7 separate regions of the Mus musculus genome follow, and regions 2, 3, 4, 5, 6 and 7 are each linked to region 1. The links are chromatin contacts, called in public HiChIP or PLAC-seq, Micro-C and promoter capture Hi-C maps. All regions are on one chromosome and are shown on one strand. The core of a region is the stretch at or near the end of the contact, and the rest is flanking DNA. Distances in the headings are between cores, read along the strand shown.

What was found. Promoter capture Hi-C pulls out the DNA fragments that hold promoters and counts their contacts. A called contact is a pair of places that touch in the nucleus more often than the background predicts. HiChIP or PLAC-seq counts read pairs in DNA pulled down with a chosen protein or histone mark.
Region 2: a promoter capture Hi-C map of the HPC-7 cell line shows a contact between it and region 1. The contact joins the enhancer-like site here to the promoter of Uhmk1 in region 1. A contact is called at or near these places in 11 of 39 promoter capture datasets (the C10 cell line, the HPC-7 cell line, HPC-7-derived erythroid cells and 6 more), 2 of 115 datasets of contacts at active chromatin or transcription factors (embryonic stem cells and large pre-B cells) and 2 of 9 other capture datasets (adipose tissue and macrophages).
Region 3: a promoter capture Hi-C map of hippocampal neurons shows a contact between it and region 1, with 2.2 times the contacts expected there. The contact joins the enhancer-like site here to the promoter of Uhmk1 in region 1. A contact is called at or near these places in 6 of 39 promoter capture datasets (the HPC-7 cell line, cranial neural crest, embryonic stem cells and 2 more), 4 of 115 datasets of contacts at active chromatin or transcription factors (bone marrow-derived macrophages, differentiating embryonic stem cells and embryonic stem cells) and 2 of 9 other capture datasets (embryonic stem cells and macrophages).
Region 4: a promoter capture Hi-C map of the HPC-7 cell line shows a contact between it and region 1. The contact joins the promoter of Olfml2b here to the promoter of Uhmk1 in region 1. A contact is called at or near these places in 18 of 39 promoter capture datasets (the 3T3-L1 cell line, 3T3-L1-derived adipocytes, the C10 cell line and 12 more), 1 of 15 datasets of contacts at CTCF or cohesin (the NIH/3T3 cell line), 4 of 484 Hi-C or Micro-C datasets (bone marrow-derived macrophages, differentiating embryonic stem cells, embryonic stem cells and 1 more), 17 of 115 datasets of contacts at active chromatin or transcription factors (bone marrow-derived macrophages, cardiomyocytes, differentiating embryonic stem cells and 10 more) and 5 of 9 other capture datasets (adipose tissue, embryonic stem cells, liver and 2 more).
Region 5: a contact with region 1 is called in a promoter capture Hi-C map of neural stem cells. The contact joins the promoter of Nos1ap here to the promoter of Uhmk1 in region 1. A contact is called at or near these places in 18 of 39 promoter capture datasets (the C10 cell line, the HPC-7 cell line, HPC-7-derived erythroid cells and 13 more), 20 of 484 Hi-C or Micro-C datasets (the C2C12 cell line, the CH12 cell line, ECoMG myeloid progenitors and 10 more), 25 of 115 datasets of contacts at active chromatin or transcription factors (the HPC-7 cell line, astrocytes, bone marrow-derived dendritic cells and 13 more) and 5 of 9 other capture datasets (adipose tissue, embryonic stem cells, liver and 2 more).
Region 6: a Micro-C map of embryonic stem cells shows a contact between it and region 1, with 2.3 times the contacts expected there. The contact joins the enhancer-like site here to the promoter of Uhmk1 in region 1. A contact is called at or near these places in 2 of 39 promoter capture datasets (the HPC-7 cell line and liver), 2 of 484 Hi-C or Micro-C datasets (both in embryonic stem cells) and 4 of 115 datasets of contacts at active chromatin or transcription factors (embryonic stem cells and stem cell-derived neural progenitor cells).
Region 7: an H3K4me3 HiChIP or PLAC-seq map of stem cell-derived neural progenitor cells shows a contact between it and region 1, with 17 read pairs. The contact joins the enhancer-like site here to the promoter of Uhmk1 in region 1. A contact is called at or near these places in 1 of 39 promoter capture datasets (liver), 1 of 484 Hi-C or Micro-C datasets (embryonic stem cells) and 4 of 115 datasets of contacts at active chromatin or transcription factors (bone marrow-derived macrophages, embryonic stem cells and stem cell-derived neural progenitor cells).

What each region holds. Positions count from the first base shown.
Region 1 is chr1:170,213,775-170,216,846 of GRCm38.p6, reverse strand. Uhmk1 (U2AF homology motif (UHM) kinase 1) reads left to right here and starts at 1,440. Exons shown (of 8, transcript NM_010633.4): 1 at 1,440-1,874. The coding sequence starts at 1,607.
Region 2 is chr1:170,704,587-170,707,658 of GRCm38.p6, reverse strand. Atf6 (activating transcription factor 6) reads left to right here. Exons shown (of 16, transcript NM_001081304.1): 16 at 1-3,072. Among named protein-coding and RNA genes, the nearest start is that of Gm23523, 46 kb to the left of the region's middle. Within about 2 kb of position 1,423, at least 21 of the 459 cell types and tissues checked have an H3K27ac peak or open chromatin away from gene starts, as enhancers often do. A contact at or near this core is called in the HPC-7 cell line and pre-B cells, where this site is marked.
Region 3 is chr1:170,663,223-170,666,294 of GRCm38.p6, reverse strand. The region is part of intron 4 of Olfml2b (olfactomedin-like 2B); the gene reads right to left. Among named protein-coding and RNA genes, the nearest start is that of Olfml2b, 20 kb to the right of the region's middle. Within about 2 kb of position 1,499, at least 65 of the 459 cell types and tissues checked have an H3K27ac peak or open chromatin away from gene starts, as enhancers often do. A contact at or near this core is called in bone marrow-derived macrophages and hippocampal neurons, where this site is marked.
Region 4 is chr1:170,643,073-170,646,144 of GRCm38.p6, reverse strand. Olfml2b (olfactomedin-like 2B) reads right to left here and starts at 1,613. Exons shown (of 8, transcript NM_177068.4): 1 at 1,050-1,613. The coding sequence starts at 1,223.
Region 5 is chr1:170,588,223-170,591,294 of GRCm38.p6, reverse strand. It overlaps Nos1ap (nitric oxide synthase 1 (neuronal) adaptor protein), which reads left to right and starts at 1,446. Exons shown (of 10, transcript NM_001109985.2): 1 at 1,446-2,035. The coding sequence starts at 1,931.
Region 6 is chr1:170,520,157-170,523,228 of GRCm38.p6, reverse strand. All of the region lies in intron 1 of Nos1ap (nitric oxide synthase 1 (neuronal) adaptor protein), which reads left to right. Among named protein-coding and RNA genes, the nearest start is that of Gm46171, 19 kb to the left of the region's middle. Within about 2 kb of position 1,503, at least 69 of the 459 cell types and tissues checked have an H3K27ac peak or open chromatin away from gene starts, as enhancers often do. A contact at or near this core is called in embryonic stem cells, where this site is marked.
Region 7 is chr1:170,501,674-170,504,745 of GRCm38.p6, reverse strand. The region is part of intron 2 of Nos1ap (nitric oxide synthase 1 (neuronal) adaptor protein); the gene reads left to right. Among named protein-coding and RNA genes, the nearest start is that of Gm46171, 38 kb to the left of the region's middle. Within about 2 kb of position 1,490, at least 35 of the 459 cell types and tissues checked have an H3K27ac peak or open chromatin away from gene starts, as enhancers often do. A contact at or near this core is called in stem cell-derived neural progenitor cells, where this site is marked.

The DNA.
Region 1 (3,072 bases), core at 191-2,690:
AATGGATTTCTACCAAGCTGTCAAGGATCCAGAAACCTTTTGCATTTCTTCTGGGTCATGAATGATCTAGACTTGCGTTTATTTGTCCCTATACACCCAGTTTCCTCTTCTTCCATTAGTTATGAATTTTATGTGAATTTTCTAGCTTGTCTGGAGCTAGCTTGGGTCATATGACTAGGTAAGCACTAGCTAATGGGATACGACCAGAAAACTCAGTACCATTTTGGCTATTTTTGTGCTTCTTTGGTCTCTTTCCCCATTCTCAAAACCATGAAATGCTGAAAGACAAGGCAAACACATAGGTCACAAAGATAAAAGTCCACTGAGATTGGCAGAACCCTGCATTATTAATTGTAGAAGGGAATGCTTCCATATCTAAGACAACATACTTTGGGCTTTTTGGCACAATAGATCACATCCAATTAATATATTAATATGTTGCTTTTATTCTCTCAGTTGCTTCATAAACAGGATGACTAATCTGTCTTTATTTTTTGTTTTGCTTTTTAAGATTTATTTATTTCTATATACACTGAAATTCTGCCTGCATGTTTGTGTAAGAGTGCCAGATGCTCTGGGACTTGAGTTATAGACACTCGTGAGTTGCCATGTGGATGCTGGGAATTGAACCCTGATCTGGAAGAGCAGTCAGTGCTCTTAGCTGCTAAGCCATTTCTCTAGCCCCAACTAATCTGTCTTTAGCTTTACGCTTATTTTCTTAAGCAGGAGATAGGAAGTAACAGGGAAGAAAACACAACATCTAAGTGAGTCAAGTTAGATCTTCCAATAAATCCTTGTTAGTTATGCAGGAAGGTCTTATTGACTAGAGAGAGGGCGTGGTCACAGCCACTTCTGAGAGAGGCCAGGTATTTCTTTTGTGTATATTACTGTTCCAAAGAAAATCGGAGTTATATTAGAAAGGGAGGTGGTAATGATGGATATCAGGAAGATGTGAAAGCACGTAGCTTTCAGCTTGAAACAATAGGTAATAGAAAATAAGATAGCTGCACAAGAGACAAACAGTTCAGTGGCTATGAGGAAATACTGATCTTCCCCAGGACAGGACTTTGGTTCCCATCACCCAAACCCGGCAGCTCACAATCTCCTGTAACTTCAGCACCAAAAGATATTACACCTTCTTCTGACTTCTGCACACATGAGGAACAAATACACAAATATATAAATACAAATATAATAACTCTTTAAAGATAAATAAAACAAAAAAATCAATAATCATATATTTTGCTGGAGCCAGGGCCTTCCTTGCGCATTCAAGGCAAGCACTTTACTACTGTGCTACACCCCATCTCTAATAATTAAGTTTAATATCTCAGTTGTTTTGTGCTAAACAATTTTCCCCCTGGAGGCCCCGCCCCTCTTAGGCCCGCCTCCTTCAGCCTCTAGGATTGGCTTTCCCCCACTTCCGGCTGGGTCCGAGTGCACTCCGGCTTCCGGTGTCATGGCGGCCTGAGGTCCGGGGAGTCGGTCGGAGCGCTGCAGGCCCCTCCCTGCGGAGCGGCGGGTCCGGGCGGGGATGTGACGGCGGGCGCCGCGGGCCTGCCTGGCGCGTCGTGTCGGCTCGCGTGTCCTCGGCCCAGCCCGCACCATGGCGGGGTCCGGCTGCGCGTGGGGCGCCGAGCCGCCGCGCTTCCTGGAGGCCTTCGGGCGGCTGTGGCAGGTCCAGAGCCGCCTGGGCAGCGGCTCGTCGGCCTCGGTGTACCGGGTGCGGTGCTGCGGTACCCCGGGCTCGCCCCCCGGCGCCCTCAAGCAGTTCCTGCCTCCGGGAACCACCGGGGCTGCGGCCTCGGCCGCGGAGTATGGTTTCCGCAAAGAGAGGGCGGCGCTGGAGCAGTTGCAGGGTCACAGGAACATCGGTAATTGTGGCTGTCCCCCATGTCCTGCCCATGTCCCGGCTCAAGCATAAGCGTCCTCCGCCTGGCCCCCGGTCTTTGGTCCTGTAGGTGGGAGGAGAGGATCGGGCCTCACTAGTTGTCACGCGATGCAGGTCCCTTTTCAGTCCACCTTTCCTTTGCAGCTGTCTGAGGTATACGGTGGAAGTGATTATTACATAGCAAATGCTTAGTAAAGTCCAGTTTGCTTAGGTTTTCATCCGGTAGTTAGAAAGTGAAAGGCATGAGTTTGCCAGGTTGTCATGTCTTGAGTGGAAAATTTTGCATCTTTTCCAAATGGAAAATATTCTAGGGCATCCAGTGCCATCATTGACATCAAATGACATACTACTGAGAACGGAAAAAAAAATACATATTTCGTGTGAATTTGGGAGAGGGAACCCAGTGTTACCTAGAAGTTAATGGAAGTGTGATATTTAAGAGCACAGCGTTTGCTTCAGTAAGACTTTCATGACTCAGAGATTTAGAATGTAAGCTTGTTTGGGCCACAGATATATGGAAGCAGTCCTCGTTGCTAATCCACGTACAGGCAGAGAGCTTGTAAGCGGTTATAACTTTGGTTAGTAAAGAAGCGTCATAGATCTTGGCAAATAGAACCCATGTGTAGCTTGAAGAAAGTGTTTGTTTATTTATTTATTTATTTATTTATTTATTTATAATACTACATTGATAGAATGTCCTAATGCTAGTGTGTTTTTCTTTTTTTTCCTTAATCTTACTAAGCGGTATATCACTATAGCTTTGGTGTTTGACAGGAACATTTTTTGCATGCCTCAGTACTTGTTGAATCTCTTGCGTGATTACATTAGAATGTTATTTGTAATTGATGTATATAATATGTGTGTGTGTATATATATATATATATACACGTATATATATGTGTGTGTGTGTGTATACATATGTCTATGTATATACACATATATGTATGTGTGTATATATATATATACACACACATGTACACACACACACATATATATATACATATATATATATATATGTATATATATATATATGAGCATAGAATGCTGTTTTGGATCAGGCAACCTTCAATTTGCTCTTAAGGGTTACTTAATATCATAGGTTTTTAAAGTAATTTTATCTTAAGACCTTAAGGGCATATTCACCCACCACTGAGTGTTGAGTTCTTGGTGAAACACAGGTT
Region 2 (3,072 bases), core at 174-2,673, 490 kb before region 1:
TCCCTGGGCTCGGTAGTTTGTATCTTAATGTTTGTGCGCTAGCACAGGCCCATTGGAGAGGAAAAGCTGTTGTCCTGGGAGCAAAGTAAGCAGCCATTCAGGTCTCATTTTTTATTTTGGTATGCTTGCCCTTGGGTGTTTATAGTCCGGAACTGTAGGAGCTATGTATGTACATAATATATATATTTTTTAATTTATTAAGTTTTAAAATGTGATTTTTCAAGATTATGAAAAAATTAAATAAATTTGAGCTAGAGAAATGGCTCAGTGGTTAACTTCGCTTACTGCTCTTCCAGAGGACCCAGGTTCAGTTCCCAGCTTTAAGCCATCTCTAACTCCATTGGGGACAGGCTAGGGGATGGGATCCTCTACCTTTTTCAGGCCTCTGCAGACACCAGACACACATAATGGTGCACATACATGTGTTCAGGCAAAACGCTAATATACATAAAAAATAAAAACAAATAAATCTGGTTTTTCAATCAGATAAATTCCCAGAGGAAGTCACTCCACCTGTTACTAGATAATTTTGTGCCCTGGGCTGATGGTACTGTGATGTTGGGAAGTGTTGCTAGAGGCTGGCAGTGTGGTCTTTCCTGTGTTTGCAAGCCCCCCACTTTTAAATTCAGTGGGAGTAACTGCATGTTCCCTCCTGTTAACAGAACAGCTTCTCTCTGCAGTTAGCTCATAAAACAGCTTCCTTAGAATAGAATGGAAACCCACTTTCAAGTTAGGAGGTGATGAGAACGGATGCTTGAGAGATGAATGTCAGCAGCACAAAGCTGTCCCCTTTGCCTTTCTTTCTCATTAGCAAGAAGTAGACCCTGGGCTGGCCAGATGGCTCAACTGCTGAGAGCTCTTGCTGCATCTCCAGGAGACCCAAGTTCCATTCCTAACACCCATGACACAGCCCATAACCCCTAACTCCAGTTCCAGGAGATCTAATGCCCTCTTCTAGTCTCCCTTGGCATCTGTGCACACATGGCATTCACTAACACAGTTACACATAAATAATAATATTAATCGTGAAGCAGACAAGGAAGTACTCAAAAAGTTACATAATGTGCGTCATTCCTGAATTTTCCCAATAACTGTCACTTGAAAACAGAGGGAACTGACTTTCTCTCGTATGTTTAAAGTGACTGTCGTGGTTCAATCTTGTTGGCCCAAATCTCCATCCTAGGCAAATATTCCCCAGTCGTTACAGCTGCCCAATGCTGTTAGTCATGGCTGCCATAACTAGAACATTTAACTCAAGACAACTCCCACAGTTCCACTGTGAGACTGTAAGACTGGGAATTTATCTAATTAAAAAGTCAGTCTTGCTGTTTTACTATGAAACTTGACAGAAATGTACCACAGCAACAAAACTAGGAATCACGGTTGACTTCCTCCCACATCAAAAACTTCCAGTCCGACTTCTGCTTTAATAGCATGTTAGAAGCTCTTGCATTTCCTTAACCTAGAGAGCCAGCGTTCCTATGCAGTGGCTCCCCATTCTGGTCTCATGGAGGTGCCCCCATCACCACAACACCCCTCCCCCGTGATAGCCTTCTTTCCACCTCAGCCTGGGAGCATTGACCTCATCCTTCAGCAGGTACATACACCTCAACTTCCACATGTGACCTGTAGCTCTGTCATAAGAATCAACTTCCCAAGCTCTCCGCATAGTCCCAGACTTGAGAGTAGCTTATTGCCACCGGCAAACTCGTAGTCCTTACCCACCTGTTCTTTGGTCAGTTATGGGGCATTTTAATTTACATAAGTAATGATTTTTTTTTTTTGCTGCTAATATGAACACCAGTTATATTTTTAACCAAAAGAAAAAAAGTAAGGCCTAGAAGGAAGATAATGGATTGAGGACATTGTCATTCCCACCCTGATAGCACTTGGAAAGAGACATTTCCTCCCTGGTGCCCACTACAGGAATTGTGGGTGATTTTTAAGTAACTACTGGACTGCCTAGGAAGATATTCCCAGAGTCCGAAAGGAACTATGCACATAGAGAAAATACAGTTTTCTCCTACCTAAGGAAACTATTAGTATTCTATTAGCTTATATTTTTAATAACTAAGCTTAAAACATAGTTTATTTTGGATATTACTAGAACTTGCAGCAATTCTAATATCTGTCAGGTACTCATAGAATCTATGGGGAAAAAAAAGATAAGACTGTGTGATTAGGAAACTTTGTGAGTCATGGCATGGCCAGCCAGTGTCACAAAGCAACCCTGTGCTTGGCTAGCTTTAAGCATTACAGACTTAGTACATGAAAAGACTTAATTATATTGGGTTCAGGAACTAAAGAGTCAATGAGTCATCTGTGGAGGTCAACAAATAACACACTGGTGGGCTTTTTGTCCTCCGTCAAGCTGGTGACTATAGTGAAATGAAGCAGGAAGTGTAGCATATTCCCCAGGATGCTAGTTCCAGACTGAACCAGCAGACTGAATTCACAGCACGTGTGTGTCAATTGAACTAGCCTAGTTCATTATCACCTCTACTTTCTGGGCAGTTGCCAGGATGCAGGAGATGAAGAAAGCTACAAAGCACTGCTCTCTTTGAGATTCTAGGTTTTCTTTTCTTCTCATCATGGTAATGAGGGGCAGTGAAGCCAGAGGTTTAAATGAGCATAGACCCATGGTGGATGGGGTATGTAGCTTAGATGGAAGACTGCTTGCTTAGAGTGCCCGAAGCCATGGCTTCCTTCACCACATAAACTAGGACGGTGGAGTGTGCTTAGAATCCTAGCATTTGGGAGGTGGAAGTGGGAAGATCGGGAGTTAAGGGTCAACCAGGGATACGTGGGACCCTGTCTTACCATGTGTGGAAGAAATGCAGGAAAAATGTATTGTTCTCTCCCTGAATAATTATGTCCGTTTACAATAAATAATGGTGGCAGACTATTTCATATTTTCAAACAAGTCTTTATAATGCAATACCTGTTCTTCCTCTGAAATCCAAATAAAGACTTTTAAAACTTTGTTGTCTGTCTGTACAAAGACAAAAACAAATGAATCTTCAATGTTAAGTGGTTAGTAATGGGAATGGAAGCCTAAAGAGGACCTGTGGC
Region 3 (3,072 bases), core at 250-2,749, 450 kb before region 1:
ACCACATCTCCTGTCATCTCTGCTTGTTTTCCCATGCATGAAGAGAGTTTAACCAGACTGTGCAACAGACATGGCCATCCCTAAATATGGCCGTCTCTTTGACATGAGGTAGTGATGGGCAGCTGGAAAAATGTGCACACATCCTTGTCAATCCCCCTTCACTGGGGTAAAAGAACTACCCGGGAGAGCACAACACATGCTAGTATGCCAGCTGTGCCCTTGGTGGTGTCGGTCCTCCATGCCATCTCTGTACCTCCCTCAAGCCTCTTATAAGGCAACCTCTACCAGAAGGATGGGCATGCTTGCTTGTTGGTGGTGCCATTTTAGTGAGCACCTATTACAGCCAACCCAATATAGAATATTATTTTTAATCCTCATAGCAATGGAGCAAGGTAATGCTACCAGCATTTCCTGGATAAGGAAACAGCCATTCAGTAACTTAGTTGAAACTCCACCCAGGGAAGTAGCTGAGAAGGATACAAGTGAAGTCACACAATCACCAAGTGGGCCCCACGGTTACTTCCTGGGCCTGTGTTCCTCCTTACATTAAGCCACATTGACTGTGACCTCAGGTCTACTTATTAGCCTTCCAAAAAGTGGCCACCATCTCCATGTCTTCAGGGCTGTGGTCTGGCAACTGCCCTGTGCATGGACGTGGAAGATGTTTCATTTCCCAGTGGAAAGAGCTGCCTGGGAGGTTGACAAGAGGCTCCTGCCACAGCCTCTACCTCAAATGCCCAGGGGCAACTAATTGCTGGCGCTGGTTTCCCTCCATGTCAGAGAAGCCAGCTGTCATTTCTTTGTGGCAAACCCCAGGAACTGACTTTAGGTCCAGGCTCTCGGGAAAGGGCAGGGACTGCAGTTCTTTGTCCCAGCCAAGGATATGGAGCAAGACGGTGGACAGCCTTTGCCAGACAACATATAATTTCCTTGGATTCGCTGGCGGCAAGTTGAACTGGGCGGCAGCTACCCCCACCACATTCTGATTGCCTCTCTGTTCATCCAAGAGTCTGCCAAATGATTTCACCTCCTGGCATCCAGTGTTCCCACACCCACAGTGCCTTTCCACTACCAACCTGATCTCCGGGCCTCCCTGCCAACCTTCTAGACAAGGACCACGTTGGAAGACCACCTTACAAAATAATTACTAGCCGTTCCAAGAATTGTCTGGCATCATTTGCAAGAAACAAAAATAACCAGCTAAAACCATCTCCCCTGTTGCAGCGTGGCGCTCACCAAAGACACAGGGCTGCTGCGTACACACCGAGAGAATGAGCCTACCTCTGGGCATCCTGTATCTCCCTCTCTGCTTCTAGCCTGGCTGGGTGGATTGTGCTAACTTCAGCACTGTGTGCTGTGGGGACTCAGGGAAGGCCCGGGAAGGACTTTGCTGAGCAAGGAGAAAAAGAGTTTGGTGTGTTTGATTTGGTTTGTAGTTTGCCCTCGGGAAATCTGAGCAGGGTTTCTGAATGTACCACAGAATGTGTCATCAAGACAACAGACCGCATTCTCCAGCTTAGCTGGCTGACTGGGAAGCTGGAAGCAGAAGGTAAGGAAATGCTGGCTGCACTGGGCAGCGGGGGCTGAGATGAGAGGCACAGGAGCCAAGTGTGAGGGGCAGACACCTTCACGTCCCTTTCTGGTTCCCAGAGCTCCTGGCTTTGGGGTGATTTCAGGTACCTTCACACCTCTTTGTGGGGTGATTTCAAGGTCCCTTAGGGGTGACCCACCCACCAGGCTAAACACATGTTTCAGTGACCAATACGTAAGGGACACTCAAAAATAAGACAAATTATTTATGAGGGAATATAATGTTTCAAAAACATCAAAAGCCAGGTAATGACTACTGTTTCTTGCTTTACAGCATGGGATTGCTTTTGACTTCTTTTTTTTTGTTTTGTTTTTTTGGTTTTTTGTTTTTGTTTTTTTTTTCGAGACAGGGTTTCTCTGTGTAGCCCTGGCTGTCCTGGAACTCATTTTGTAGACCAGGCTGGCCTTGAACTCAGAAATTCGCCTGCCTCTGCCTCCCAAGTGCTGGGATTAAAGGTGTGCGACACCACCGCCCTCCTGCTTTTGACTTATTGGGGAAGTCCACACACCATACTCTTCCAGTGCCTGTTGTCTCAGAGTCCCCATGTGTCTTCAGAACACATGTACTCGAAAGTTCCCAAGCCCCCCAGATATGCCCCCTTAGCCTCACTATAATGAGTTTCTTTACCCAAGAGTTCTGAGCCTGTAAGCCAGCAATGGAATTCGGTGTATAGAGTGCTTATCTTGCCCAAAGTCCTGGGTTTAGTCCCTAGCACCGCATAGACCAGGCATGGTAGTACACACTTGTAGTCGCAGCACCTGAGACTCTGAGGCAGGAGAATCAGTAGTTCAAGGCCATCTTTGGCTACATAGCCAGTTTGAAGCTAGTTTAGGAGAGATGACACCCATCAACTAACCAAACATCAAGAGTTCCGAGCCTACACACAAAGCCTTCCATCCTCTCTACCCAAATTTACGATAACCCAGGCAACAGAGTCCCACAAAGCAATGTGACCTGCTATAATTTGGATCTTAAGTCTATTTATTGAAGGTTTGGTGTCTAGTTCATGGTGCTATGAGGTAGTGCAAGCTTTAAGACATGGGGCTTAGTGGGATAAGTTAGGTCATAGGGCCTGGCCCCTTCTTCTCCTTGGCTTTGCTATGCCCTGGGGTGACTGGCAGAGCTTTACCACATACTCCCCACGCAAAGCAATGACCGTGAGCTGAAACTTCTGAAATCAAGTCGTTTGACCATTCCTCTTTTTTAGTTGATTATCTCAGGTAATTTGTTACAGTAGCAGAAAGCTGAGAAACACACTTCGCAACCTTTTACATATATCATAGCACACAGAAGAGCCAGCTCAATCTCTAACTAACCTAGGCTCTGCCCAACACATACCCATCATCATCATCATCATCACATAGCCCTGTCTGTCCTGGAATTTGCTATGTAAACCATGCTGACCTCAAACTCACACAGATCTAATTGCCTCTGCCTCCCAAGTGCTGGGATTAAAGATGTGTACTAGAGATCCCTCTGCA
Region 4 (3,072 bases), core at 364-2,863, 430 kb before region 1:
AGCATCCTTCCTCGGACAGTATCCATCCCAAGGACCAAGGAGACGCCCACTGTACACCAGCATGCCAGCTTTGGAAAGCAGGAGTGCCACATAAGTGTGAGAAGCGTCCCTTACAGTCCTGAGAAGCAGGCTGGAGCATGCTGGAAGCCAGGCTCTCCCTCTTTCCCTTTTAGCTTCTGCTCTTCATCTCTGAGAGGGCTGGTAATCAGGGTGTTCTGAGGACTGAGTTAGTTCATAAACGGACACACTACAGCACGAATCACCATCCTGGGTCGCTTGGCCCCCTCTGGGAATCAGCCACAACTGTGTGGCTCGGCACTGACACTCCACTCCAGGTACACCAGGTCTTAACATAAATCCCTCTGTTTTGGAGTCCCCCTCATAAGCATCACACATGTAGCACATCACACACTCTGTCTTCACCAAGTGCTTCTGTCCGAGTGTCTCCTCTGAAGCCATAAACCACCTCCCATGGCTTATACCTATCCCATCTGCCTCCTTTCCAACTTGTCCTCCTGTTTACACATTCCAATTCTGACAGGCAGTCTCATAGGCAAGAGGGACTTTTCACAACCATTACATCACACACACACACACACACACACACACACACACACACACACACACACACACACACACACACCCCTTTCTTCTCAGTGGTATTTTCCTTTCCTCTCCTTTCTCCTGACTTGGTAAGCCTGAAACACTCCACAGTTGTGACCCATGCCCTTACTTTTTAACACAGTACTTTAACACAACCCAACAAAACTAAAGTCAGGGCTGTAGAATCTCCACTCTTAGTGCAGGTAAGAGGGACCAGAAGTTCAAGACTAGCCTCAGCTATAAAGTGAGCTGGAAGCCAGCCTGGTCTACGAGAAAGCCTGTCCAACACCAAACGAGCAATATAGTGTGATAAACTAAAAGTGAACATCCACTTCACTAAAAATACAGAGAAAAACAGCTGCTCATAAATCTTTCATCCAGGACCAGCCTCAGGTCCTTGAGGTCCCCCAAGGCAAGAGGGGTGGGCACGCGATTCCTCATCCTACCTGAGATAAAACGTTCTCCTGGTTGTCCGCCTCGTTTTGCAGAATGTCATCTTCCGTGGGCTCCACTGTTTGCACATCAGGGGGCTCGCTTGTCCCTGTGGGAGGTGTAGTGGACCCCCAGACCTGTGCCACCACCAGAGCAAAGCAGAGAACCAATGGCAGGGGATAGGCCATGAGAGATGCGACAGTAGGGACTTTAGTCCCTACAGAGACCACCTTGGGTCGGAGGTCTCAGCAAAGACAGGCTGGAAGGCGGCTTCACTGGAGTCCGGAAGAGTAGATGTTCAGAGAACCGTCTAACGTCTAAAGCTGGGTGTGGCTGAGTGGAGCAGGACTGTGCTCCCCAGAGACCCTGAACATCTCCTCCCAGACCCCAGCAGCTTAGACTGTGCAGAGAGGACACAAGAAAGAGGTGACTGAGGGAGCAGAGGAGGGCGCCGGCTCGACGAGGGCAAGCCGCAGCAGCGTGAGCTCAGGTGGAAGGCTAGCGCCGGGAAACTCGGGACACCCGGAGACTGGGCGCAAGATGGACAGTGGCCACAGCGCAGGAGGCAAGGGAGGGCTGCTGGCCCAGGGCGCCGCGGGGCTGGCGCGGAGGGAGGGCGGAGCCTCTATTGTGCCGGGCAGAAAGATGCAGCCAGTGACGGCCCGGAGGAGGAGGACCGGGAAGCGCACAGACTTGGGCGCTGCGCCCGGGGACCCCGCCTCCTCTAGGGTTCAGCCACTGCGCTTAAGCGGGCGCCGGCTGGCGTGGGAAGGGCGCTGCTGGCCTTGCATCTGATTGTAAATGGTCATCCGAGAGGGACTCCGTGTGCCTTTTCTCGAGTTTTCTTCACGCCCGAGCTCCGGGGGAGCCCTGACTTGCTCCCTGGACTGCAACCGGGACAGCGGAGAAACACGACCTCTTCTCTTGAAGTGTTTTATTGTTGTTGGTTTTTGTTTTGTTTTGTTTTGTTTTCCGGAACTTGACTCCATCTGGAGTACGGGAAGCTTTGAACTTACGAACAATTGTAATCTTCATGTCTGCTACAACCCTAGAACCTGATAATACCCCCACCCAGAGGATGCATCTTGAACCTCTGACAGAATGTGGAGGGAGTTGGATACATTTTTAAAATATGGAGAGTGGCTACAGGTCTCTGCTGTCTCTGCTGTTCTGTTTGTCCTAGTGACTTCCCAGAATCAAACGCCTACCACAGGGAATGTCTCTTGCAGTCTCCGTGGTTTGGGACAAATGGACAGGCCTCTCTATCTGGCCAGATAATCTCTAAAGGGTATATACATGTAATGGTGCGGTCCTCTTTTGGGCTCTTTAATTAGTGACCCTGAATATGCCTACTATGAAGATTAACAATGTGTCACTTTTGGAAAGAGCATTAAGTCTTCTGGGACAATTGCCACTCTGAAATACTCAGCAGAGTCAGGTCGATTCTGAGGGGCTCTAGCAGAGCTGAGCATGGCAGGCATGGCTCTGGCAGGCCTTGCCTTCTCCTAGCCCATCTTCCTTGTTAAAAACCGTTCCATTACATTCCTAAAGCCAGCCACCAAGATCTAGTCCCCCTTTTGGCCGACTCCTGCCCCCTGAGGCTATTAAGGGCCCCTCCCTTTGGCTGCCCTAATTAATCTGTACAATCAAAAATAAACCCCTCATCTAAACAGGGGACTTCCCCTTTACCTTTATAAACTGTCATTTGCCTATGTGCCACATCTGCCTCCTCTCTATCCAGAGGCAGTGTTCCTTTCCCCTTCTCCTTCATTCTCTATCACCTGACTTGTATTCCCTGCCCTTTGTTCCTTGGGGGCAAATAAATCTCCTTTGGGCTGAGAACTTGGTCTTGGGATGTCTTGTGCTGGATGCATATCAATCCCTTCAAATGCAAAGACCTAAAAGATATTCTACCCCCTAGAGAAATCTGAATACTTTGTTCCTAATGCTAAGCAAAGAGGTTGGGATAATGAAAGTAATAAATCAAGCAAAAGCAGACTCCAGCTTAGATATGATAGTTGATAGAAGTGTAATGTT
Region 5 (3,072 bases), core at 197-2,696, 370 kb before region 1:
TACCTCTGTATCTGAATGTTGTGTGACAAACCTTTCTTGGGAAGACAGCAAACATCTATTCATCCCAGTAGGAAACTCACTGCAGACCAAAGTACGGATACCACCAAAGTTCCACTTGGTTATGGGTTTTACTGCAGTTACTTACAGGACAATGGGTGAGAGGCTACCTACAGGACCAGAAATGTCTCAAAGACAGCTGCATCATCAAGGCCCAGACCAGTATTGGTGACAGCGCACAAAAGCTGGGGACCTGGAGTACACTTCGAAGCCCACAGGCAGCTCAACAGGTTGGAGAGTGTCCTTTCCAAGTGACTCTGATCTGATCTAAACCTCTTCCTGGCAGCTTAGCTGGTTTCTGCTGCTTCTAGGTCTGGTCTGAGTCTTTGCAGTTTATCTCCTCCGAGAGACTGCTTTTGCAGCTCAGCTTCAAGTTACTTGAGCCTCTCTGATTTTCTTGTTTATACTCTGGCAGGGAGGGGCCTGGTGGATCTGGCCAGTTTCAGGGACTTCCTGAAACTTCTTGGAGTTGTTTACCTTCCAGTTTAAAGACCTTCCCTGCTGGACGCTGGACAGAATGTTTCAATTTCAAAGGAAACTGTTACACAACCCTGTATCTATGAGGTTTACACACTCAGGTCTCAAATCCTGCTTTGGCACGTTCCTTCTTGCTTCAATAAGAAGCCTCACAGAATTCTGGAAACGTTCTCTTTCTTCCTTTTCTTTTCTTTTCTTTTCTTTTCTTTTCTTTTCTTTTCTTTTCTTTTCTTTTCTTTTCTTTTCTTTTCTTTTCTTTTCTTTTCTTTTCTTTTCTTTTCTTTTCTTTTCTTTTCTTTTCTTTTCCTTCCTATTTCTTTTCTCCTTTCTTTCTTATCACCAGCCAGTTAAAAAACTTTAATAAATGACATAAGAACATTCTGCAATTTCTTGTCCCTAGTGCAGCCTACTCCAGTTCTACGAGGCTGACGACTTTTATATATTTAAATTCTTCGCAAAGAAACCCTGCTGAGCCCCCAAATGCAAGCCACACACCCAAAGGGACAAAAAGCACTGGAGACAGCCCTCTTATTTGGTTTTCGCCTTGATTCTGAGGAGAAGCGGGGATCTCTGAATTAATGCTGTCCAGACCGAGGGTATCTGGGATAGATCTCTGGCCTTCTTGGGAAAACAAAACCCAATATTAACACCGCTTCTCTCGGGCTCCCCAAACAAAACCAAAACAAACACACACATGCAAGGCGATGCCGTTTCGCCACTACTAGTTAAGCGGACTGCGCCTGGATCGCCACGCTCCTGCGGTCTGGCCAGGGCGAAGTTCCCGGGTCTCGGCTCAGCGCTGCGGGGACTTTCACCTGCTGGGCGCGCGCGGGGCGCGGGGCGCGGGGCGGACCCGGCGGCGGCGGGCGGGGCTCTAGCGCGCGGGAGGAGTCGGTCCAGGCCCGCCCCGCAGGAGGAGCCGCGGGCTGGCAGCCGATCCGGCGTCTCCGTGACAGGCACCCTGCTCCGCCGCCACCGCCACCACCGCCGCCGCTGCCTTTCTTCCTCGTCCCGGGCCGTGCGCGCCGAGCTCGGGATCGGACTCCCGGTCTAGTCCCGCTTCTGGCCGTGCGCCCTTCGCTCGGCGTCCCGGTCCGGGGCTCCGCGCCGCTCGCTCCCGCCTGCCCGGCCGCCTGGCCGCCTCCCCGTAGTCAGAGCGCGGCCACCGAGCTGCTCGCGCCAGCCGCATCCGCGCCGCCCCTGCCGCTCGGCCCTCGGGAGGCTCGGCTCCCGGTTCACCCCTGCCACCTCCTGGCACCCAGGCTGCCCACCTCACGACCCGGGTCCTCGCCGCCGCCTCGCCCGGCCCCACTGTTCTCTGCACAGGGTCTCGCCAGCTCTTTCTCGTCGCCGCCACCGCCGCCCCCTTGGAGCAGCGGGTCCGCCGCGGGTCACCATGCCCAGCAAAACCAAGTACAACCTTGTGGACGATGGGCACGATCTACGGATCCCTTTGCACAACGAGGACGCCTTCCAGCACGGCATCTCTTTTGAGGCCAAGGTGAGGGGCCACCGGGAGGGCAGTGCCCTGAGAGGGCAGGTCTGGGGGAATGGGGTGCCAGCGGTCCTGGACTCAGAGCAGGTGGGCTAGGCCTTTCTCAGCTCTTGCCCAGAACAGCTAAAAATGAGCACCTGCAAAGTTTGAGGTGTACTGCCTCTTCCCCGTCTCCTACCTGCAGACACCCCATCCTCGCCCGCCAAGGCTGGATTGAGTTACTTCCCGGAGAAGGCTGAGCAGCGCAGCCTGCATGTCTGGCTCTTTAGAAAGCTTTAAGGAAGCGCTGGTGTTATTTACCTGCTGGCCTCCCATGAGAGAGGTGCTTTTGGAGGTGTTTTAAAAGGAGAATGCTTGTTTCCTGACCGGTTTTTAAAAAAGTTATATATATATGTGTATATTTCACACACACACACACACACACACACACACACACACACACACACACACACACACTCATTCCAAGTAGTTGAGTGTAGGTGTTAAAAGTTACTTCCCAAATGTCTGCTTTTGGACACTTTAGCATGTGTCAGTCATTGGTGTAGTAGTGGGGTGAAACCTGTTTTCTAGTTTTGTGGTGCACTGTTAAATCTCAGCAGTTGCTGATGAAGAATTTAGCCCAGACTGGAATTTGCAGGGTCAAGGCCAAAGCCACCCTTGGGGGAGGGGTGGAGTGGAAACCTCGCTGGACCAGTGGTTGTGTATAAGACAGGCAACCCGGTGACCTGACCATGAGGCACCTCTCTGTGTAAGGAGTTCTGGCTTCTAAGACTGCAGTGGAGTTTCCCGGAATGGTGCTTTTCAGTGGAAAAGGCTTCTGCTCGTGACTGATGCCCAGTCCTACCTATAACTTAAGGAAAGAAACGCGCAGGGATGCTCAGCATGCACAGTGTGCTTGTTACTGAGTGGAATTTAAGCGAGCTCTGTATAGATTGGGTTTTGAGAACAAGACTTTTGACAAAAGGCAGACTTGCTCCGTTCTCTTTTCTGCAGTGACCCGCAGGTTAGCCTGTTGTGCAAGGACTGCCGTCAGGTGTCAATTT
Region 6 (3,072 bases), core at 254-2,753, 310 kb before region 1:
TATCTCTCCCCTCCCTCAGTGACAGAGCTCCATATTCCTTGCTGAGCATCTTAGCTCCACCTCAAAGTGTTTCGATGGAGCCAGATGAGGACCCTTTGTCCTTGTGCCTTCTACCTCAGCGCTTGGCAGTTTTTCACTGGGTTTGACCTCGCTAGTATTTGTCTGCTAGTATTTGAAAGTCCTCATCCAGCTTAATTTGCATCTAATTTGAATCAGACCTTAATGGGGCACTGGGCCTGTTCTTTCTGATGGCTTTTATTTCCTGTTGGGATACGGAGTAGGTGAGGTAACCCACACTGCTTTCTGATTCTGCCACTCACAAACAATGTTTCTATTCGAGACACAATTTCCTCCTGTGTGAAAATGAAGGGTTGGATCAAATGCTGTTTCAGGCTACTTAAGCTTTTGACCCAGCTCCATGTCACTGTCGTAGCGTTGCTGGGTCAGGTCTGCATTCCTGGTTGACTAATTGTTTTACAGATGTTTAAGTTTTGTGCAGCTTTCGTCAATGCTTCTCCCCATACCTTGAACTTTCTTCTCTTTCCTGTTGAACAAGTATGAACCCTAGGTGGGCAGGCAGATCTCTGGACAGGTGCCCAGGATGCTACCCTAGCCTTTGCCCCACACCTGCCTTTGTGACAAGATCCAGGGATGTTAACTGCCACACTGAGGCTTCCGTTCAAGGGCTGAAAATCCAGAGCGGTCTTTGTCTTACAGCTTTTACCTGTCAAGTCCTCTTAAACAACAGTCAGGCCGCCATGTCTAAGAATTTGCTAATGGTGACTAAGAGAGAGACAGCCCTTTGATGGTTCTGCCCTGCCTCTGCCCTTTTTGAGAATTGAATAGTATGAGCCTAAAGACAGATCAGCACAGGTTGTTTTGTTTTGTTTTTTGCACCCAGGCCTTGCATGTTGGGGATTGAAAAGGAATCTGCTACGATCTCTGGCATATTCATTGGTCCCACTGTTGGACTACTGATTGGTAGTGACCATCACAATAGACAGCCTTCAAATACTTGCTTTAGGGATGGGGGTAGCAGAAAGATAAGTGCTTCAATCTTCTTTGAGTAGAAATAAATATGTGATGTACAGCTGCATTTGAAGTTTTTCCGAGTGTGTGTGTGTGTGTGTGTGTGCATTTGTGTATGCCTCTGTGTGTACACATGTGTGTATGCCTGTGCCATGTGTACGTGTGTGTACATATATACCTGTGTGCAAGGGAGGGCTGGAGAGGACTGGGCACTGAGGCTTTGCCTTGACTGTAGCTGAAAGGAAGGACCTATGGCATATGCCCCACCTCTCCCCAGGTCCCCTGCACCTGAGTACCCAAGGACCAAGCTGAAGGCCTCAGAAGTGGGACTGAGAGTCAGGGTGCAGCACTGTTTTCCTCTTTCCTCCCCTCCCCCAGAGCAGTTACTAGAAGGTCACTCCCTTACTGCCTGTGCTCTGGAATCTGGGCTGCTCTGGGCCTCTGCAGTTCATGCTGCTTTGTTCCCTGCTAAATGAGGCGAGAACTGTAGCCCAGGTCACATTGGTAATCCGGCACAGCAGGACACTCAGCTGTGTGCAGAACAGTCCTGCAGGGCAGGAAGGTCTTTCCCTCTGGAGCAGAGCCACTGGCCTGCAGAGTGTGTCCTTGGCGGGGCTCTAGACTCCTATGGGCTCCATTTCTCCTACACCGATCCAGTGGGGTTTTTCTTGTTGTTATTGGGTTTTATTTTTAGTTTATTTATTTATTTTCACTGTTGGACAGTGGGTGGGGCAAGAGTCTCACTCTAGTTTAGGCTGGCCTAGCTCACTGGGTACCAAAGGCTGGCCTGGAAGTCACAATAATATTCCTGTCTCGGCCTCCTAAGTGTTGGGACTAACAAGTGTGTGTCACTATGCCCTGACCAAGGGATGCTGAATCTTCCTTTTCCAGACCCTGTTCCAAGAGCTGGGGTACAGAATAAGAGCAGAAGCCCCATAGGGGCTCATATTATTGTGGAGGAAAGTAACCGTGTGATCCAGATAGAGCTTTTCTTGCAGACCAAGCAGACTGTGGGGAAGGATATGAACAGGGCAACAAAAGGAGTAGCATTAGCTGGAGTCAGGGTGGTGAGCTTTCATTTGCACTGGCAGGATGGCCCTACTGAGTGTGTGACACTTTCCTTTGTCAGTAACCTTGGTGTGACTCCCACAACTCCCTGTGATTCTCCTCATCTGGAGGGTAGCAGGATGGGAATTAGATCACAAAAGTCACTGAGATGGAGACGTTCCCACTGGTGAGTTCTAGCCACATGCAGGTTGTCACAGGGCTTTATGCTCATGTGTATTGGAGAGGGGGCAGGGTGTGGCCAGGAGACCCAGAGGGATGTGAGGAGGTGGGCAGTGCACAGGATAGACAGCAGACTTGGTTTGGGGTCCTCAGAGAAAGAACAGGGAAGAGTACAGTGGGGTCCTACACGGGAAGCTGGAGGCTTGGAAGAGATCTGGTACCTTCTCTGTTACTCGGCACCTCCTCTAGAGCTCTGTTCTCTTTAAAGGGAAGGGGTTGTTAAGACATCTCATAGCACATGCTGGGGTAGAGACTGGGTTGCGCAGTTTCTGAGAGAAGAGAGGGACGAATGCAGCCGCACTAGGAACCTTTATGTTTGCCCTGTTAACGGGGCTGTGCCCTTCTGATGGGGAGCATGACCATACTTGTGCTGGCCAACCAGTGGGTTTTTTATCAGATGCATGCTGGAAGATTCTGCTGTCTTTCTGAATGTGGTTTTCTCATTCCTCAAAAGAGTTGACTTGGTTGCTCATTAATCCTAACTCTGTTTCCCTGAGGGCAACTATCCAGCCGGCTCACCATCCTTTCCGAATGGTGTGGTCAGACCAGAACCCATGTGTCCCTGAGCGTACTTCCTCTCCAGAGCTGGAGACCTGCCAGTCTCAGGCTGGTTCAAATTATTCTAAACATTCAAATTATTACTATTTTAATTAGTAGTCTTTACTTTTAAAGTTCTATGTTAGGTTCACACAGTAAAAAATTCATTATTAGAGCAGAGAGTCCCCATAACCCCTCTTTTTAACAAAGGTGTTAACA
Region 7 (3,072 bases), core at 241-2,740, 290 kb before region 1:
CTAAGGCAGAGAAAGGTTAAACAGCTTGCTCTAGCCTAGAGCTGGTGAGTGGGGAGTCTAGGATTCTCTGCAAAGTCTGAGCTTGGCGCTGCTTTGATTGGGAACTGAGACTTGGAGTCTGGCTCAGAGATCCTACAAGAGCAGGCCGATTGTCCTCATTTTCCAAGTGTCTAGCCAGACAGTATCATCTGTGTTCCTGATTGTGTCTGTCTTCCATCTGGGAACACTGCCAGGCAGTGCATAGCACTAGATGTAAGGAAGGGCCATTATTTGATTTTTATAAACTTCGTTTTAGAGCTTGAGATTCATATATTCTGTGTGGCACTCCCACCCCGCTTTGTGTTCCAAAGCCACCTTGAATTTGGTGTGTCAAAAACCTGGATTTGTCATTTCTGCAGATGTTTCGCCTCTTTGCTTTTTGCTTTCCCTTGGATTTTTATGGATGCCAGTTTACGCCAGTGAAAGTCATGTTACCCAGCCACTGTACGCTTCAAACCTCAGGGTCACTTTAGACTCCTTTCTCTAGATTTTGCCCGAGCTACCCATGCCAAATTGCCTTCTAAACAAATATTTCTCAAATATGTGGATCCCTGGTGACCTCTCCAAGTAGAGGGAGCCCTGTCATTTATTGCACAGCAGCCTGTAGCGGTCGGGGTGTAGCTCAGTGGTAGAGTGGTAGTGTATGCTTTGTGGAGGTCCCTGTGTCCCTGTGCATTAGGCTAGCTTCCCTTCATCCTTTCCTTTGGAGACAGCTTGTCTCTCTAAAGGCAGCCCTGTTGGTTTTGTCCTGTGTACAGCTCTTTATGATGCTTTGCCATCTCTAGATTGGACCCTGAGCTCCTAGCAAGGTGTATAGGCTTTTGCAAGTAATGCAGGCATGCCCCAGCATAGGTCAGGAGCATCTTCCTATCAGCTAGCTCTCCATCCTTCCTTCTACCTGGCAGGCACCTCTTTCTCTGGATGGCTGAAGCTCATCTCCTTAAGACCCAGTCCAGCTTCTGCTGCTTCTCCATGAGCCCAGTTTCAGTGTCCCCCCCTTTTTTCCCTACAAGTTTCTTTTGACACCTACAAAATAGCTTTTCTGTCTTCTGTGTCCCCACCACACTCTGTAGAGACCTGTGGCTCTCCCCAGCTATCTTGTAAATAGTTTCTGTTTGTAAGAATTCACTGAGAGACCTCATAGAGGGCCGTAGCTGGACAGAGTGAACAGGAGTTGGCAGCACAAACTCTTTGTTCAGGGTCCTAACGAGGAGCTCGGTCCCTGTCTGGTGGTTTTCCCTGCTTGCCTCTGTTGTCCCGGCAGGGCTAGATTGAAAGCCTGCAGAGCAGAGACCTGCTGACCCAGGGTGCACTGTATAGCCCCCAGCCCCTGGGTATTCAGTCAGCATCAAAAAGACTGGGTAGCTGCTGCCCCTCACACTCTCTGGGCTGCATGAGACCTGCTTCCCTGGAGAGGCCTTTTAACCACTCGATGGTTGGCTGTGGGAGTGACAAATGGCTTCTCTACATCCCTCTCAACCCTGTTGTCTCCAGTGGCAGTCGTCCTGTTAATGTGTTGTTAGTGTTCTGTGAGCAGCGTGCCCTGCCTCCTTCCCCTCTAGATAGACCTCCCGATGAGAAGATCTGGCACCTGCTTTGTTAGGCTTCCCCCAGGGCTGATTCAGGAGGTGAGCCCACACCTGCCTTTGGCCTCCTGAAAACAGTCATTGAGGGAGCTTGGCCTCCTGTCTCCTCACCCCCAAGCCCCTTAACTGCCTTGCTGAGCCCCAGGGCCTGGATCGCAGGGAGGGCTGGCAGTGGGCCAGGGAGTCAATGGTTTGGGTCCTGGCTTATTCAAGATGCACATCGTGAGCAGGATACTGCAGGTGGCTGAGAGCTGAGGAAGGTCCAGCATGCCTCATTTTCTATTCCTTGAGAAAAGCAGGCTCGGCCTCCTAGTGCAACCCTACCACCCCAGGCCGCTGTCCGTCCTTGCCTGCCTTCCATTGCACACCTCCCCCAATGTGTCAGCCTCTCCCAGAAAGAGGGACTCCTCGGTAGCTCAGATACAGATTACTGACATGTATCCTTGTCACTTGTCACTTTGTCCTTTCAGCCTTGTTCTGTCCCTTGTAGAGCCAAGTGGATCTTTGTTTATTCTGGCCCAAGAGGAGCTGGGTGTGAAGGCAGTCGACTAATGCAGGGTATATATGAGTTGTGAATATTTTTAAGTGTGGTCTTTATATAGCCCCAGAATTGTAGAGATAGGAACCAGAAAGCCATTTCACAGAACAATCAGGAAACAGCAGGAGTAGGGGGTGGATTTCTTTTAATGTATCTGTCTATTTATGTATGTTTATATGTGTATTATGTTTGTATGTAGTATATATGTATGTGTATATCAATCATCTATCAATCTATTATCTATATGTCTGCCTGTCTATGTGTCTACCCATCTATTATCTACCATCCATTTATCTGTCTGTCTGTTTGTCTATGTGGCTATCTCAGAATCTTACTTTTGTAGAGTAGGCTAGCCCAGCACTTTCACAGTCTTCTTGCCCCATCCTCTTGTGTAGTGGAATTACAAGGCACAAGCCATGTCTGACCCTTGGCATGGCCTCCTTTCTTTCAGGTGACATGCTGAGCCATATCAGAGTTCAAGAGTCTGCTTAAAACCCCCAGTACTGCACATACCTTTGACACCAGGTGTTAGAAGTGAGGTGCTACTTGGTGCATCTTTTCCTGCAGTTAACTCACTGAGCTTAGGGAGTTGCTTCGGAAGAGATAGTTCAGCCACTTGCTCAACATTGCTCTGTTGCTAACTGCCCAGGATCTGGGATCTCGAAGTTGGCTTCCTGACTATTGTGCTACCTCTCTAATGCAGATAGAAAGAGCTGCTGCATCACCCCATTGGGAGCCTCTGCTACTCGGGCAGTGCACGTTTCTTGCCAAGTGTGGCTGTGACCTCTCTTTAGGCCTGGCCCTGCGTAGAGTCAACACTAGCCTACATTGGGTCTATGTGGCTAAAATTAGTTCCAGCCCTCTAAACCTCTCGGGGCTGCTGGTTGAGCTGGCCTGCTCAGGTATGAA